Regions from separate parts of the Mus musculus genome. Here regions 2, 3, 4 and 5 are each linked to region 1. Evidence: chromatin contacts called from public ChIA-PET, HiCAR-type and HiChIP or PLAC-seq data. All regions are on one chromosome and are shown on one strand. Each heading gives the region's core, a stretch centred on a gene start, on an enhancer-like site or on the middle of the called end of the contact. The rest is flanking DNA. Distances are from core to core; before and after follow the strand shown. Region 1 overlaps Tox (thymocyte selection-associated high mobility group box). Region 2 has its middle 110 kb from the start of 8430436N08Rik. Region 3 overlaps Tox (thymocyte selection-associated high mobility group box). Region 4 has its middle 29 kb from the start of Gm22473. Region 5 has its middle 170 kb from the start of Gm33646.

The links. ChIA-PET counts read pairs in DNA pulled down with a chosen protein or histone mark. HiCAR-type assays count read pairs that join an accessible place to other places. HiChIP or PLAC-seq counts read pairs in DNA pulled down with a chosen protein or histone mark.
Region 2: a contact with region 1 is called in an H3K27ac HiChIP or PLAC-seq map of regulatory T cell precursor, with 5 times the contacts expected there. The contact joins two enhancer-like sites. A contact is called at or near these places in 1 of 15 datasets of contacts at CTCF or cohesin (pro-B cells), 5 of 484 Hi-C or Micro-C datasets (CD4 T cells, CD8 T cells and double positive thymocytes) and 9 of 115 datasets of contacts at active chromatin or transcription factors (CD8 T cells, the SCID.adh cell line, acute myeloid leukemia and 6 more).
Region 3: a contact with region 1 is called in a HiCAR-type map of embryonic stem cells, with 7 times the contacts expected there. The contact joins two enhancer-like sites. A contact is called at or near these places in 1 of 39 promoter capture datasets (stem cell-derived epiblast-like cells), 1 of 15 datasets of contacts at CTCF or cohesin (CD8 T cells), 4 of 484 Hi-C or Micro-C datasets (CD4 T cells, embryonic fibroblasts, embryonic stem cells and 1 more), 2 of 115 datasets of contacts at active chromatin or transcription factors (embryonic stem cells and thymic regulatory T cells) and 2 of 9 other capture datasets (adipose tissue and pancreatic islet).
Region 4: a contact with region 1 is called in an H3K27ac HiChIP or PLAC-seq map of thymic regulatory T cells, with 3 times the contacts expected there. The contact joins two enhancer-like sites. A contact is called at or near these places in 1 of 484 Hi-C or Micro-C datasets (uterus) and 1 of 115 datasets of contacts at active chromatin or transcription factors (thymic regulatory T cells).
Region 5: a contact with region 1 is called in an RNA polymerase II ChIA-PET map of memory CD8 T cells, with 5 read pairs. The contact joins two enhancer-like sites. A contact is called at or near these places in 1 of 39 promoter capture datasets (hippocampal neurons), 1 of 484 Hi-C or Micro-C datasets (CD4 T cells) and 4 of 115 datasets of contacts at active chromatin or transcription factors (the SCID.adh cell line, large pre-B cells, memory CD8 T cells and 1 more).

Annotation. Positions count from the first base shown.
Region 1 is chr4:6,969,389-6,972,088 of GRCm38.p6, reverse strand. The region is part of intron 1 of Tox (thymocyte selection-associated high mobility group box); the gene reads left to right. Among named protein-coding and RNA genes, the nearest start is that of Tox, 20 kb to the left of the region's middle. Within about 2 kb of position 1,413, at least 22 of the 459 cell types and tissues checked have an H3K27ac peak or open chromatin away from gene starts, as enhancers often do. A contact at or near this core is called in CD8 T cells, embryonic stem cells, memory CD8 T cells and 3 more, where this site is marked.
Region 2 is chr4:7,453,897-7,456,596 of GRCm38.p6, reverse strand. No RefSeq gene overlaps it. Among named protein-coding and RNA genes, the nearest start is that of 8430436N08Rik, 110 kb to the left of the region's middle. Within about 2 kb of position 1,301, at least 53 of the 459 cell types and tissues checked have an H3K27ac peak or open chromatin away from gene starts, as enhancers often do. A contact at or near this core is called in CD8 T cells, memory CD8 T cells, regulatory T cells and 2 more, where this site is marked.
Region 3 is chr4:6,687,965-6,690,664 of GRCm38.p6, reverse strand. It overlaps Tox (thymocyte selection-associated high mobility group box), which reads left to right. Exons shown (of 9, transcript NM_145711.5): 8 at 1,695-1,846; 9 at 2,204-2,700. The coding sequence ends at 2,240. Among named protein-coding and RNA genes, the nearest start is that of Gm11802, 11 kb to the left of the region's middle. Within about 2 kb of position 1,319, at least 13 of the 459 cell types and tissues checked have an H3K27ac peak or open chromatin away from gene starts, as enhancers often do. A contact at or near this core is called in embryonic stem cells, where this site is marked.
Region 4 is chr4:6,662,440-6,665,139 of GRCm38.p6, reverse strand. No RefSeq gene overlaps it. Among named protein-coding and RNA genes, the nearest start is that of Gm22473, 29 kb to the right of the region's middle. Within about 2 kb of position 1,324, at least 11 of the 459 cell types and tissues checked have an H3K27ac peak or open chromatin away from gene starts, as enhancers often do. A contact at or near this core is called in thymic regulatory T cells, where this site is marked.
Region 5 is chr4:7,363,290-7,365,989 of GRCm38.p6, reverse strand. No RefSeq gene overlaps it. Among named protein-coding and RNA genes, the nearest start is that of Gm33646, 170 kb to the right of the region's middle. Within about 2 kb of position 1,394, at least 39 of the 459 cell types and tissues checked have an H3K27ac peak or open chromatin away from gene starts, as enhancers often do. A contact at or near this core is called in memory CD8 T cells and thymic regulatory T cells, where this site is marked.

The DNA of each region.
Region 1 (2,700 bases), core at 164-2,663:
CACTCCACTGGTAGATTTATGGATATCATTGCTAGGGTTCTTCTGTTGCTATCACAAACCCCAGCAATTCTGACTCAGTGATAAGTGAGGACTATGCAAACTTACAAATTCACTGCCCACCTATCAACTCAGGCTGTTCCTTTCAAAAGCAATAGCTATTAGGATTCCGAGAGGTAGGGTTCCTGACTTTAACAAGTTCTTGATTTGGGAACAAAAAAGTCGTTCGAAAAATAAGAAAATACAGAGAGAAAAACATAAAAAAAAATAGGTCTTACTTTAGATATTCAGTAAGTTCTTCAGCATTTTGTTTCCCACATACAAGTGAGTATTCTAGAGATTCATTTTTAGTAAGTTTTTTAAGTGTCAGAAGATAGAGAAAGGAACCTTGCATGGCTTCCTGGGTCCTTTCTTACTGTTCAAGTTGATGACTCCTTTCCTTAGGTGCTCATGGGGCCATATTTTTGGATGTTTTATCTCATCTGTCCATTTCACTCTGGTTCACTCTGGTTCATTCTGCCTCCCACACTTCTTACCTTAGCAGCATCAAGGTTCTGTCTCCTTCCCCTGACTAAGGAATGGCAAGTCTCTGTTGAAGCAAAGACACATGATTTATTTTGACCAAAATTTAGAAATATCTTCGTGAAGGAAGATGAATATGCTTTGGCAAACCGGTTTGGCAGCCACCAATTTAGACATCACTAAAGAAACATTTGTGTATAAGACACAAGGAGAGAATAATTATTAGTTATAATACTTTATTTATATAAAATATATAATTTATTATAATAATTACTTATAATAATACAAAATTATTATTGTCACATATTCACAAACCATCAGGTTTACATAGTCTACAACTTTGAAAGTAGCTGATTTCTAATCCCCCAAGAAAACATGGGAGATTTCTTTACCATCCTGTATAAACCATTTGATCCGGAATGCTTGGACTTGTTACATAAACATAAGCATCGTATCCTATCAATGGTGGCTGTAAATTACTTGTGTGTAATCTTTTGAATTGAGATGATACTCTAATTTTCTATCAAATCTGGTATAGGCAATAACATATATAAGAAAAGAAAGAAAGCAAGCATAAAGGAGTCTAATGCATCCGGGAAATTTCTGAGCCAGTTTGTGTGAGACACCCTGCTTGGATACAGGGCTGGAGAGAATGGGAGGAAAAGGGCTTCTTCACCTGGCACTGACTGGCTGTGTTTTCTCAGCAGTAGTTACCCTGAGGTATTCTAAGAGCTGCAAGGTGACAGAAGAGACTTAGCCTTGTGTACCTCTGCACCTCTAGTAACCTTTTGTTTTCTCCAAAATTGCCGGAAATGATCTTTCAACCATAGTCTGTAAGGCAGGACTCACAACAGCTTTGTTGTGGATTTCTGGGTTGAGTTTCAGGCTCTTAACTACTTATAGACTCACAATTGATGTGTGTCACAAGGTTTAAAGAGCGGCTTCTAAGATATTACAGTGCAATTGTTGATAAAGGGAACTTTTATTGTTGATAAAAGGAACCGCCTTTCGCCTTGGAGATGAGATAGACCTGTCTGTACGAGTCACTTGTCACTTTCAGCTTTGATTTGAGGTTAGTCAGAGGTAAACTTCCACAGTCTAGATGAGCAGATACCTACTAAAGTATGTCAGAAATGGAGTCCATGCTGTTCAAATGGCTGGTGATATTACTGGACATGCTAATGGGTGTTTAAAATAAACTAATTATAGTCATTTTATGTTAGTCTGTTTTACCAGGTGATAATAAGAGTGTGAAAGAGACATCACCATTAAACTTGTAATTTTATTAGTAACTTGATAATTAACAATTATCCTTTAATTGGCAATGTCCCATTACAATTTTCAATGCAAGTATTTGCAATGTCAAGTTCTGCCATGGAGCAGGGTGGAGAAAGGGATACAACAGAGGAAGCTGAGGCTGTTTGTAGTTCAGAGACATAGTTAAATCAATCGCGTGACCAGTGCTTGAGGAATGAATCCATCCTAAGGGAGATCACCACACAGGACCTTCAGCAGCCAGCTCCATGCATTCCTGTAACTGAGGTGAGGAGAGTTCCTGCCAGGACATTCAAGACACAGGCCAGCAGGCCAGCAGGCCAGCAGGCCAGCAGAACAGTTAGGATGTCAAGGACACTCAAGTTATTTCATCTTATAGGAGCCTTGTTTTCTAATAATGTGCTTCATTTTTATTATTATCAATGTAGTTATTTTGTGGACTATTTCCCTTAGTCAGGGTTACTATGACCATGATGAAACCCCGTGACCAAAAGCAAATTGGAGAAGAAACAGTTAAATTGGCTTATGCATTCACATCAAAGGTACTTAAAACAGGAACTAAAACAGGGCAGGAACATAGATGCAGGAGCTGATGCAGAGGTCGTAGAGGGGTGTTTGTTACTCACTAACTTGTTCCTCTTGGCCTACTCAGCCTGCTTTCTTATAGAACCCAGGATGAGCAGCCCAGAGCTGTACCACCCACAATGGACTGCGCCTTCTCATATCAATTACTAATTAACAAAATATTCTACAGGCTTGCCATCAGCCTGATATGGAAGTATTTTCTCAAAGATCTCTCCTCTATGATGACTCTAGCTTGTGTCAAGTTGACATAAAATTAGCTATCTCAGTAATCTTGGAATAATTAAATATCTATACGATTAATGTTAACCATGTTTTATACGT
Region 2 (2,700 bases), core at 52-2,551, 480 kb before region 1:
TTTTGAGCTGATAATTTTGAGAAAGTAAAGACACAGAGAAGCTCTGAAAACAGGAATCTGTTACTTCCTTGTAAAAGAAAATTGCATCTAAATGGAAGACATCGTTTTGTGAGTCTCTATCCGTAAATCCAGAGTAGAACTATGAGTCCAAAGTACGAGAGACCCCAAGAAGTGCAGACATAACCTACCTCAAAGCTGTTCTTGACACTTCCATGTCTCTGGGCTTAAACCTTTGTTTTGATAAACAATGGCTATGATATCTGAATTCCAGATTGCCTCTCCCTTCTCTGTGTACCTCTCCTGAAAATGTGCTGTGTGTGTGTGTGTGTGTGTGTGTGTGTGTGTGTGTGTGTGTGTGTGTGTGTGTGTGAGATATACAACAAAAACTTTTAAAGGTATATACTCCAATAAACTATATTTTTTCTTTGATTGGTCTGTCTTTTTTTATAGGTGCCCCTTTTAACTAAGGAAGAAGGATGGAAAGAACATTTTTTTCTTTATGGAGCTTTGGTTATCACTCACTGTGCTCATGAGTGTGCCTATGGAACAAGTACTTTATACACATTGATTGTGCATTTCCCATTCTAGTCAGTGGAAGACTGAGCCACACTTCATCCTCAGGGGAGTCTTGGGGGTGGTAGCTACTTTTCTCTTCTACTCTCATTGTATGTTACAGCACTGAATTGTTTGCCAATATTTAAATACCGTGTCTAACATTTATAAAGAATAGATTGTGTTTCTTTTTAGAGAAAGGGTTATACTATTTGGAACTACCACAATGCTCAATAAAAGGAGGTAACGAATAATTACCATATATTTGTGAAGAAAAATAGAAAAAAAAAAAGAGGAAGAAAGCATAAATAAAGGTAACTACATCTCTCCAAACTCCATTGATTTTGGTTATTTAAAATAAACCTACCTGAGAAATACTGACCGAGGAGCATGCTCACCTAATGTATATTTTTATTATTGCTAATTGTTTGGAATCTGAATCAAATTCATTGTGAAGCCCAAAGCTGAGGAAAGTTTAGGACTGTTGCTCCCTGCCATGTTCCCCTCAGCAGTGTTTTTCTTCTTAGCACACCAAAGCTTCAGCAGCAGCCAGTCTTAGACTGAAACGTTATCTTCGTTTTTTTTTTTTTTTTTTTTTTTTTTTTTTTTGAAGATAGTAAAAGTGAAAACAGATGCACACATTTGAATGCAGGAAGCCTTTAAGGCCTTTCTCTCTTTTGTCGTCCCTGCCCCCACTCCTTTTTCCTGTGAAGCATCAAAATAAATGTCCCTGCTCCTTTGAACTAAATCGCCCACTGTGCATAACTGAAATCGTAGGCCCGGAAATACATACCCCCTAACCAGTGCTCTCGGCCCTTATCAAGACCTTGTCATCTGAAACGACAGTGTTGGAACCCAGGCTGGTTTCACGTGATCCTATCAATCAGAGGTAAAGAGAAAAGGTGCCTGGGGGAGGGAGGGGAATCTTCAGGTTTGTTTAGGCTTCACTTAGGTCTAATTTCATACGTTTTAATGTATGGTGAGCCAAGCACCCGAGTATTGTATATCTTAGCAATGCTGACATTTCCTTTGCACCATTTAAAATTAAACCTTTTATTAGTTCAGGAAAAGCTGAGACAGGAGACAATAGCTGTTCAGGGAGAATAATTATTTTCTGTTCTGTTGTGTAGGATTTTTGAGCTTTTGATAAGTTGCAGTTTACAGTACTTAACAGCTAGCCAATCTTACATGTTAACAGTACATGAGAATATTTTATCCTAGCAGCCTGCCTCATACCCTGAAATGTTGAAATGTGTTTCTTGGTGACTTAAATCTTTTTTTTTTAAAACCTCTTATTTTCTGGGGTGTGTTTGGAAAGGATCATGCTATCAACAGTTGGAGTGGTGAGCAGCAGGCAGGGCGAGAGGAATCACTATGAAATGGATACAAAAAGCTGTGGGTTGTACACCATTAAGTGTTCCCAGTGTGATTCTAATGAGCTGATGATGGCCTCAACAAATTACTGTTTCTCCTGCAGCCCAGTAAATTATAGCTCACCCAAATTAAATCAGTGGGACTCTAGACAAACTGGTCTTCATCAAGATCTACATTTGTGAGAATTAAAAAAAACAAAAAAACAAAAAAAAACCAAACCATGCTCAATCATATTTAATCACATCTATTTGCTCAAGATTATTAGCTTGCTTTCTTATCCCCAAATGTCTGGGCGATAGATGTGGTGTGTGTGTGTGTATTTGTATATCTATGTACATTTATATGTGTGTAGGTTTATGTATGTGTGTATGCACGTGTATGTTTTTATGTGTGTATGCTGTATGCATCTCTGTGTATATTTACATGTGGTGAGTGTTTTGTGTTTGTATTTTCATGTTTGTGTGTATATGTGTACTTATGTGTATTTGTGTATATATGTTTTGTGTGTGCTGTGTGTGTACATTTACATGTATGTTTATATGTGTGTGTACATGTGTATATGCATGCATGAATGTATGTATGTATGTATATATGTGTGTGTTTGTACATGTTTGTGTTTTATATGTGTATTTGTGCGATGTATGTGTGTATTTGGGTTTGTGCTTGTGTGTATGTTTGTTTGAACATATATGTGTGCCTTGTGTGTTTATGTATGTGTTCACTCATGTTTGTATGCATGTGTGTTTGTATGTATGTGTGTTTGTGTGTATATGT
Region 3 (2,700 bases), core at 70-2,569, 280 kb after region 1:
TAAGCACTGCAGACAATGATCACAGCCTGTCAATGAGCTCAGTGGTCAAAGAAACCAATACAGGGTCTCTCAGAACTTTCTTCAGCTCTCTACCTACTATCATACTGGACCCTAGTGACAGAAACTGAGAAGGTGAGCAGCAGGTCAGGACCAGGGGAAATGAAGATCTTTCACTGAGGGCATTGAGGCTCCTTTCATGCTGGGAATACCTAGAGAAAGGTTCCGACTGGGCTGGAAAGCCAGTGGACAACTGCCTTCCCTGAGCTACAGGAAGATGCCTGGAGCCTGAGCTACAGGGGCCTCTGTTCAGGACCTCCTCCTCCAAGGCAGTTGTTACTTAGGAAATCTACTGCTGTAAGGGTGTGTTGGGTCAACAACCAGTAATACTAAACTCTTGACTTGTTGGTGACTTTTCACCCTGAATTTTGCCTCTCTCCACAGTTTCAGTGGAATAGACATGGACATGGGTCTATCGGGGTAACATGGGCTTATCAGTGGAATGGTAAATCAGTAGATCTCTAGAAGCCAACCAGAGGGCTAAGGAAGATTGAAGTAGACATAGTTTTCAAATCACTATGTGAGGGACCACCCACACATGAGTAAAAGTCTAAGGAAAAATCTTATTTAAAAATCAACCCTCCCACCATCCTGCTTAGTTTAAGGAATATGTCAGTAATATTTCGCCTTCCAAAGCTACTTGAAACTAAATTGTGCATGGTGCATTTTGAATCTTGATTTCTTGGATGTTAAAAACCATGGCTAGAATCTGCTGCAGAGACAGCCATGAGATTAATTCCGCTTCTTTCTGTGGTCACTTCCAACAAAGCCTGCTTCTGCTGCTCTTGAATTCACCTGATACGCTAAAAATAAATTGTGTATAATGTGTTTTGTTTACCAGATATAGCTATATACTTCAGAGATTCCGTCCTTGAATTTTTAATAGCTTTGCTGGGATTAAAAGTCAACACTTCATCACTAGTGAATTAAAAGAATCTTCCTGAAGTCTGAGTATTGTTTGCCAGCTAAGAGAGTTTTCAATTAAAAATATTTTCTGTCTTTACATGTTTTAGTCCCTATGTTTTCCAATGGCTAGTTGTTTTCTGTCTCTGTATTAGTCCAACAACTGATTTAAAAAAAAAAAACAAAACAGAAACAACTCTTTGGTTGAAATTTTTAGCTGATAAGAGAAATACAAATAAAGAAAAAGCAGCAGATGGTCCCATTGTGACTGAATGAAAAAAAGGGTTTTGAGTAACAATGTGTGAATAGGTGTAGCCTAATAAAACACTCAGCCACCTGCTGCCTGAATCCTTCAGGAAGGCTCGGTCGCTTACTCTGGGGCTTAACCATTAATGTGTGTTAGGTTGATAGAAACCATCAACTGTGAGAAGCTTACGTTCATTCTCCCTTTGCTTACATTGAGTTGGCTTTTCTATATTTTAAATTGTTTCCCAACTCAATGTATCTGCCAAAGGGTGTAATGAAAGGGTTTTGGACACCTGGTTAAGCGAAGGAAAGGTAAGGATAATGAGGTGATGGGTGTTTCTTTTTTACTCTAAGTCAGGGAGCCCCTTCCGCTGGTTCCTACAGAAGTGAGGTGGCCTACCATATTTGCGGGTGTGGATAACTATGTCTCTGCTCTTTGCTTTAAAAGGTACCGCCTTTTCTCAAATGTAGATTTGCTTTTCCTTCAGGGATTTACTCTTCAACCCGACTATCAGACTATTATCAACCCTACATCTACAGCTGCACAAGTTGTCACCCAAGCGATGGAGTACGTGCGTTCTGGGTGCAGAAATCCGCCCCCACAGCCCGTGGACTGGAGTACCGACTACTGCAGTAGTGGGTAAGCGGCCGGCCATCGCCACCTGGTGGTGGAGAGTCTCACAGCATGCGCCTCCGTTCGGGAGTGGGGCCTCATGTCCAGGAAGGCTTCAGAAAAGTAACTTACATACATACATACATACATACATACATACATACATACATACATACATACATACATACATAAAATGTAGAGCCATCATCTTCTAGTCTTTCCAAGAACAAATGCCTCCATGTTTCTCTTTCCTAGGGATTTAGGTCAACTATCTATGCGCTTGAGCTAGCACAAATAATACTAGCCTCACCACCCCAACTCCCTCTGCCACCCCCTCCCACTGTGATTCTGATTTTCTTGTAACCGTGTTTTCTCTCCACACAGGGGCATGCAGAGGGACAAAGCGCTGTATCTCACCTGAAAATCTCGACACCTCTTCTTTCCACTGAGGAGTTCAGGGAAATCTTTTCACCATGGATTGCTTTGCGCACTCAAAGCAGTTCTTCATTTGATTAGAAAATACAAGTTACTAAGCACTTAGGACCATGTGAGCTTGTGGGTCACCCACGCTGGAAGAAATAGTCATGCTTCTTTATTATTTTTTTAATCTTTTATGGACATTGTTCCTCTTCCCAGAAGGAAGTGTGGACCATTCTGATTTCTGTTGGTTTTGCTGTGAAGTGCTGCGGCTCTAGTAACTGCCTTAGCAACGGTAGATGTCTGGGGTAAACGGTCCTGGGTTTTCCATTGGTTTTCATAATGGGTGTTTATATGAAACTACTAAAGACTTTTTAAATGGCTTGATGTAGCAGTCATAGCAAGTTTGTAAATAGCATCTATGTTACACTCTCCTAGAGTATAAAATGTGAATGTTTTTGTAG
Region 4 (2,700 bases), core at 75-2,574, 310 kb after region 1:
TTTGAACAATTTGTTTTTTATTTTAGTAATATATGCTTATCTTTACTTGATATGCAATATTAAGTGTAGGAACCAACTAGAAACATCTGGACAGACTGGTTTATTTGGCTTAAATTATTACCTACAGTTTCATCTACTTTCCTGAAAATGACATAACTTTGTTCTTCATGGCTGAATAAACTTCTGTCATGTGAATATATCATTATCCCGTCCTTCCTTGTTGAACTCGTAAATTGGTTCCATAGTTTATAAGTGGTAAATATTGCTGCAATAGCAATGATTTGTGTATATTTCTGTGCTTGTATTCCTTTGGTGGTATATGTCCAGGAGTGGTATATGTGAGTGACACTGGGATGTAAACAACGTCCTTTGTGGTCCTAGGAAAGTAGTCTAAGACTGAGCTATATCTCCATCCCTTGTGTGTCCTTGTAAAGTACTCTATGACTGAGGTTTACCCCATCCCTAGCCAATCTAAGAAAGTACTAAATGACTGAGCTATATCACCATTCCTTTGTATTTTTTAATTTTTTTACAGGTTCTCACCAATTTATTCATACTAGTCTTGATCTCATTTTGTACCCCAGACAGGCCTTAAAATTGAGATTTCCCTGCTTCAGCTTCCTCAGTAGCTAATATAACAGGTTTAATCTACCAACTAAGCTATGACTGGAAATTTGTCATTTTTGAAAAAAAAATGGAGACTAAAGCATAACAATTTTATTTCCTGTGATTGGTGGAATGTGGATTGCTAGAAGTTCTCATATTTTAGTATACATATGCACACATTTTAAAACAAATTGTTTCACTAGAACTACAAAGCTTGGATATTTTAAAAGTCACTGATGCTACATTTGGCTCACATGATACATGTTCCTAGTGACTTCCCTTCTCTTCCTGAATATTTAGTGTCTTCAACCTCTCTCCAGGGCATTGAACTCAAATCCTGACATTATCCTGCATATTCTAAGTGATATTGAAACGGAAAAGTTCCCACTGATAACGTCTAGCATTCCTATGTTGTGAGATATCCCCCGCAGAAGACTTCCGACATGGGTTCAAACCAATGGAAAGTCTTTATTAGGCCACCAGTGACTAGACTGGGCATTTGGAACCCTGGTACAGTCCTGAGTCTTTCTCAGGGTGAACTTTTAAGCACAAAAAACCACATCCTTGGTTTAGACAACTTGGTTAGCAAAAACAGCCAGAAGAAAAACTACAGAAGCTAAAAAGCAAGGTTAGAGCATTTAGGGACTTTCCAAGAACTCTGGACTGTGATGGATTAGGTCTCTGTTCTTGTTTTGGCAGATGTTGTTGCCTATGCTGTGCTGGACTACGTGGCCTGAATGGTACTTACATCATGACATCAGTTGTACTAAGGCCTGGGAACCTGTAACACATATCCCTCCCTTCTGATTCTCTTAAGCTGTTGATGCCACATGTCACTCAGCCCTCTCTGGCTCATCTCATGCAGAGGTGCAGCCTGAAGGCACCAGCACCTTTTCCTGTTCAGTTGGTGAGTATCTACTAAAAGAAACTTGTAGCCTGTCAAGATTTTTGTATAGATCCGTTTTAATATGCTGTAATTCCTTCTCTCTCTCTCTCTCTCTCTCTCTCTCTCTCTCTCTCTCTCTCTCTCTCTCTCTTTGCAAAGACAAGTAACGGATACTCCTGAGGACAGATGTTCTGGTCCCTGTCAGTTTCTGGATGGTAGACTACATAGATTCTCTTTCTCTCCCTCTCTCTCCTCTCCCCTATGCTATATCCTAGAACCTGGAACACACTTCTAAATCACACATCTAAGCATCTAAGCCCTCCCCCCTAAATCCAAAGTGATCTAAGTCATCAGTCCTTTACCTGCTTTTCCAGCTTCACCTTGTAGACACTTGTGGGTTTTTATCTAGAGGAATTCTAATGTCCTTCTGGGGTAGCTACATGATTACAATACAGGAAATGTCTAAAACATTTTTTCTGATGTATTCTCATGCAGTAAGGCTGGATATGCATGCTAAATGATTTCTTTGGTGATTTTGTCCAAAGCAAAAATTTTACTAACCTAGTAAGAACAGCTCTCTTTTATTGTCTATAAAGTTTTCCTAGCTCAAATCATGTTTTGCCTAATATCTGACATTTATTTAACTTTCTATAGAGTTTAAAGGTATAGGTAGTAGATGTAGACATGGATGTAAAGACTACATGAAATCTCAGAATCTAATATGAAATTACTCCTATTGTTTGCAATACTATTTTAAAAAAATCACTGAAATAATGAACTTTCTTATTTTTCTACTTGGTTGTGGTAAATAGTTAATAAGTTAAATAAACAAAGGTTAGACACGCAGGCACCCAGGCCATTCCTATGAGGGTATTAGTCAGAATTGATGGAAATTTTGTTCTAAGTTTTGAGAAATATTAGAGAAGAGAGCTGAGCAAGGAAGCAGCAATGAACTAAAACAAAAGCATCGAAGTTGTTCAGTTCAATCAAGACTACAAGGACTAGTCTGTTCCGTTGAACTAATTTCCTGAAATGTTTTCCAGAATAATCTGCAATGAATATCTGCACACTGTTGTTGCAGAGAACCTAGGAGTGGCTCAGTTTTAAAAATTAGAATACTTAGAATAATTGGGATCAATAATATAGTTCTAGTCCAAGATTGAACAAAATACTAGATGATCTTCAGAGAGGCATTAATGTGAGCCTGA
Region 5 (2,700 bases), core at 145-2,644, 390 kb before region 1:
TCATTCATCATCATGACTACAATGAAAACCTGTTCTTATGTCAATATCTTCAAGGGGTACTCGTTTCTAGTTTTACATGGTTTTGATGAAAAATCTGTGGCATTGTGAAAAACCTTCCAGCTGCCCTCCACAACTCTGGCACCAAGTGTGAGTCTGCTGTTATTAATAAAATTGAATAAAAATAAAACATTAATCTTAAAGCAATTAACCCAACTAACCCATCCATGGAGTTCCTTGGTGCAAGAGTGGAGGTATCACTTTGTTGGTCATTTTTACTCTTCTCTTAATGTCAGAGTCAGAACAAATGCTGAGATAGAAGGAGCTAGAGAAAATAACACCTTCACAGACTGCTCAACTCTGAGAAATGGGCCCATAGGCAATTGCATATTTGGGTGAAAATCATACAGAACTTACTCACACAAATCTAGACTGTACAGCCTCAGAGTGAGTCCCTAGTTCCTAATTGCTTCTAGGATCATGGAGAAACACAATGAAAACTCAGTCTGACTCCATATTAGGCTTAAAAGACAACTTATAGTAAGGCCAAACTAAGTTAGTTCCTCTTTATGATTAAACCTCTATTTTTCAAGGACTGGGCTATGACACACCAAAACTTTAACTACAAATAGTTCTGTACTGCTTGTTCCAGGAATGTCAAACATGTTTTTTGTTTTTTTTTTCCAAAAAGTTGTTTATAAGCATACTGCAGTCCCCTTATGCTTTACAAGGTTATATGACCACCTTGGGCAGCCTAGTGATAAGGACCACTTTATTATGCCCACTTTGCCACTATGCCTTTGTATTGGGAGGTCCTTAGGACTAACTTGTTATTCCTATGTTTTACTCTTGTATTCCTCCCTATTTGCCCATCAAATCCCACATTCAGAAAACCCTTACCCTGATCTATAAAAGACTTATCTTCTTCATATCGAAGGCTGACTTCTCAAACCCTGCCTTAGGGATATACGGCTGGTGTACTGGAGCTAAAAAAAAAAAAAAATCTTGCTTTAATTAATTTAGCCAAGATGATTTGGGTCAGTGGTGTCTCTCTTCCCATCGTTGGGATTAACAAGAGCATGGCTGTATATAGAGTATGAGAGAAAATATTCAGCTAACAGACAGTGAACATGAGCCCTATGTGCAGTGCTGGTAAAACTATAACAGGGCATCCTGCAGACAGTACAGATTATACTCAGAGATGGTGCCTATGTTACAATAATCATTAGAAAACACAGCTATAAGTACAGGAGAGAGAACATTGCTGTCTATCAAGAACTATTTACTGTGCATTATGTGTGCTACCCCTGCATATTACTATCAGCACAGCAGCATGGCCAATTCCAGCACCCCCAGTCACTGTCTACATCACAACAGCTGTAACATCAGTGAGACAGGAATATCTCTGCTCTACTAGAATCTGAAAGCACAATCATTGACTATGTGATCTGTGCATTATGCAATGAATTACCATATCAAAGAGCATTTTAAGAGCTTTTCATCCTACTCCTCCTACTCCTCTTGTAAGGTTTCTTTGTCCCCCTTTCCTCCTCCAGTACAATTAGGATCTAGGCTACTGTTAATAGGAGAAAGGCATTCACCATCCAGCTCCCTACAAAGTGTCAGGGACTCATCTGCAGCAGCCCCTCAGGCTTCTGCTGGTGGTTTTGGCTGAGGAGAGGACAGGTTGCATACAGGAAGTGCATGTACTAAGTATTTCCGGTGAACTGCCTGATCAGACTTCAGAAGAAATCATTGCGTTTTCAACCTCTAGTAATTCACAGTGATGTATGTACTCATTTAAAAACAATGCACACATTTGTACTTACTTTTCTGCTGCAGAGATTGTATTTATTATGAGCTGAATTGTTTGCAACTCCAAAAATCCTGTTTCGCAATTTAGCTTCTGAGAACAAAACTGTTAAGATGTCGTTAAGGTGAAATGAGCTGCTATGGCTGCTGCCCTGAAGCAGGGGATTAATAGTTTCTCTCTCTGCACGGAGGGGGAAGATGTTTTCCCCTCTCTGTCTCTCTTCTGTCAACTAAAATCAGATACTAGGTCATCCTTAACAGGCTGGGTTCTTGATTTCTCTTCAATGGTACTGAGCTAGTGACCCAACTTCTTTTCACTCAGCTCCATAATTCTAAGATTCCTTGTACTTCCTAGTAAAGACCCAGAAAGGCTCACATATTTGAGTACTTAGTAGGATTAAGGGGTATGGCCTTATTGGAGTAGGTGTAACACCTTTACAGGAAGTGTGTCACTAGGGGTGGGGTTTGAGGTTTCAAAAGCTCATGATAGTCCCAGTCTCCTTCATAACTCTGTGGTGCTTATGGCCCAATAAGAAGTTGTTAAATAATGTCGATGATCTTGTAACTAACGAGGAGACACAGTGTGTCCTCATCTCATTATATGACATAGCAACAGGCAACAAAAAAAGCACCATAGCAGCCTGTTTTCTCAAGGTCAATATACTGAGCCCAAAACACTTAAAAACAAAGCTGAGCTATTAAGTAAATATGGATCCAGTATCTCTTATACTTTTTCTTATGTAGGCATAATAACTCAAATAAAAATATAGTACCATGTAAAGTTATAGCCACACACACATGTGCGCATGTACGCACACAGATAAATGCACACATACATGCACACACACACACACACACACACACACACACACACTGGATAGCTTCTCTCTC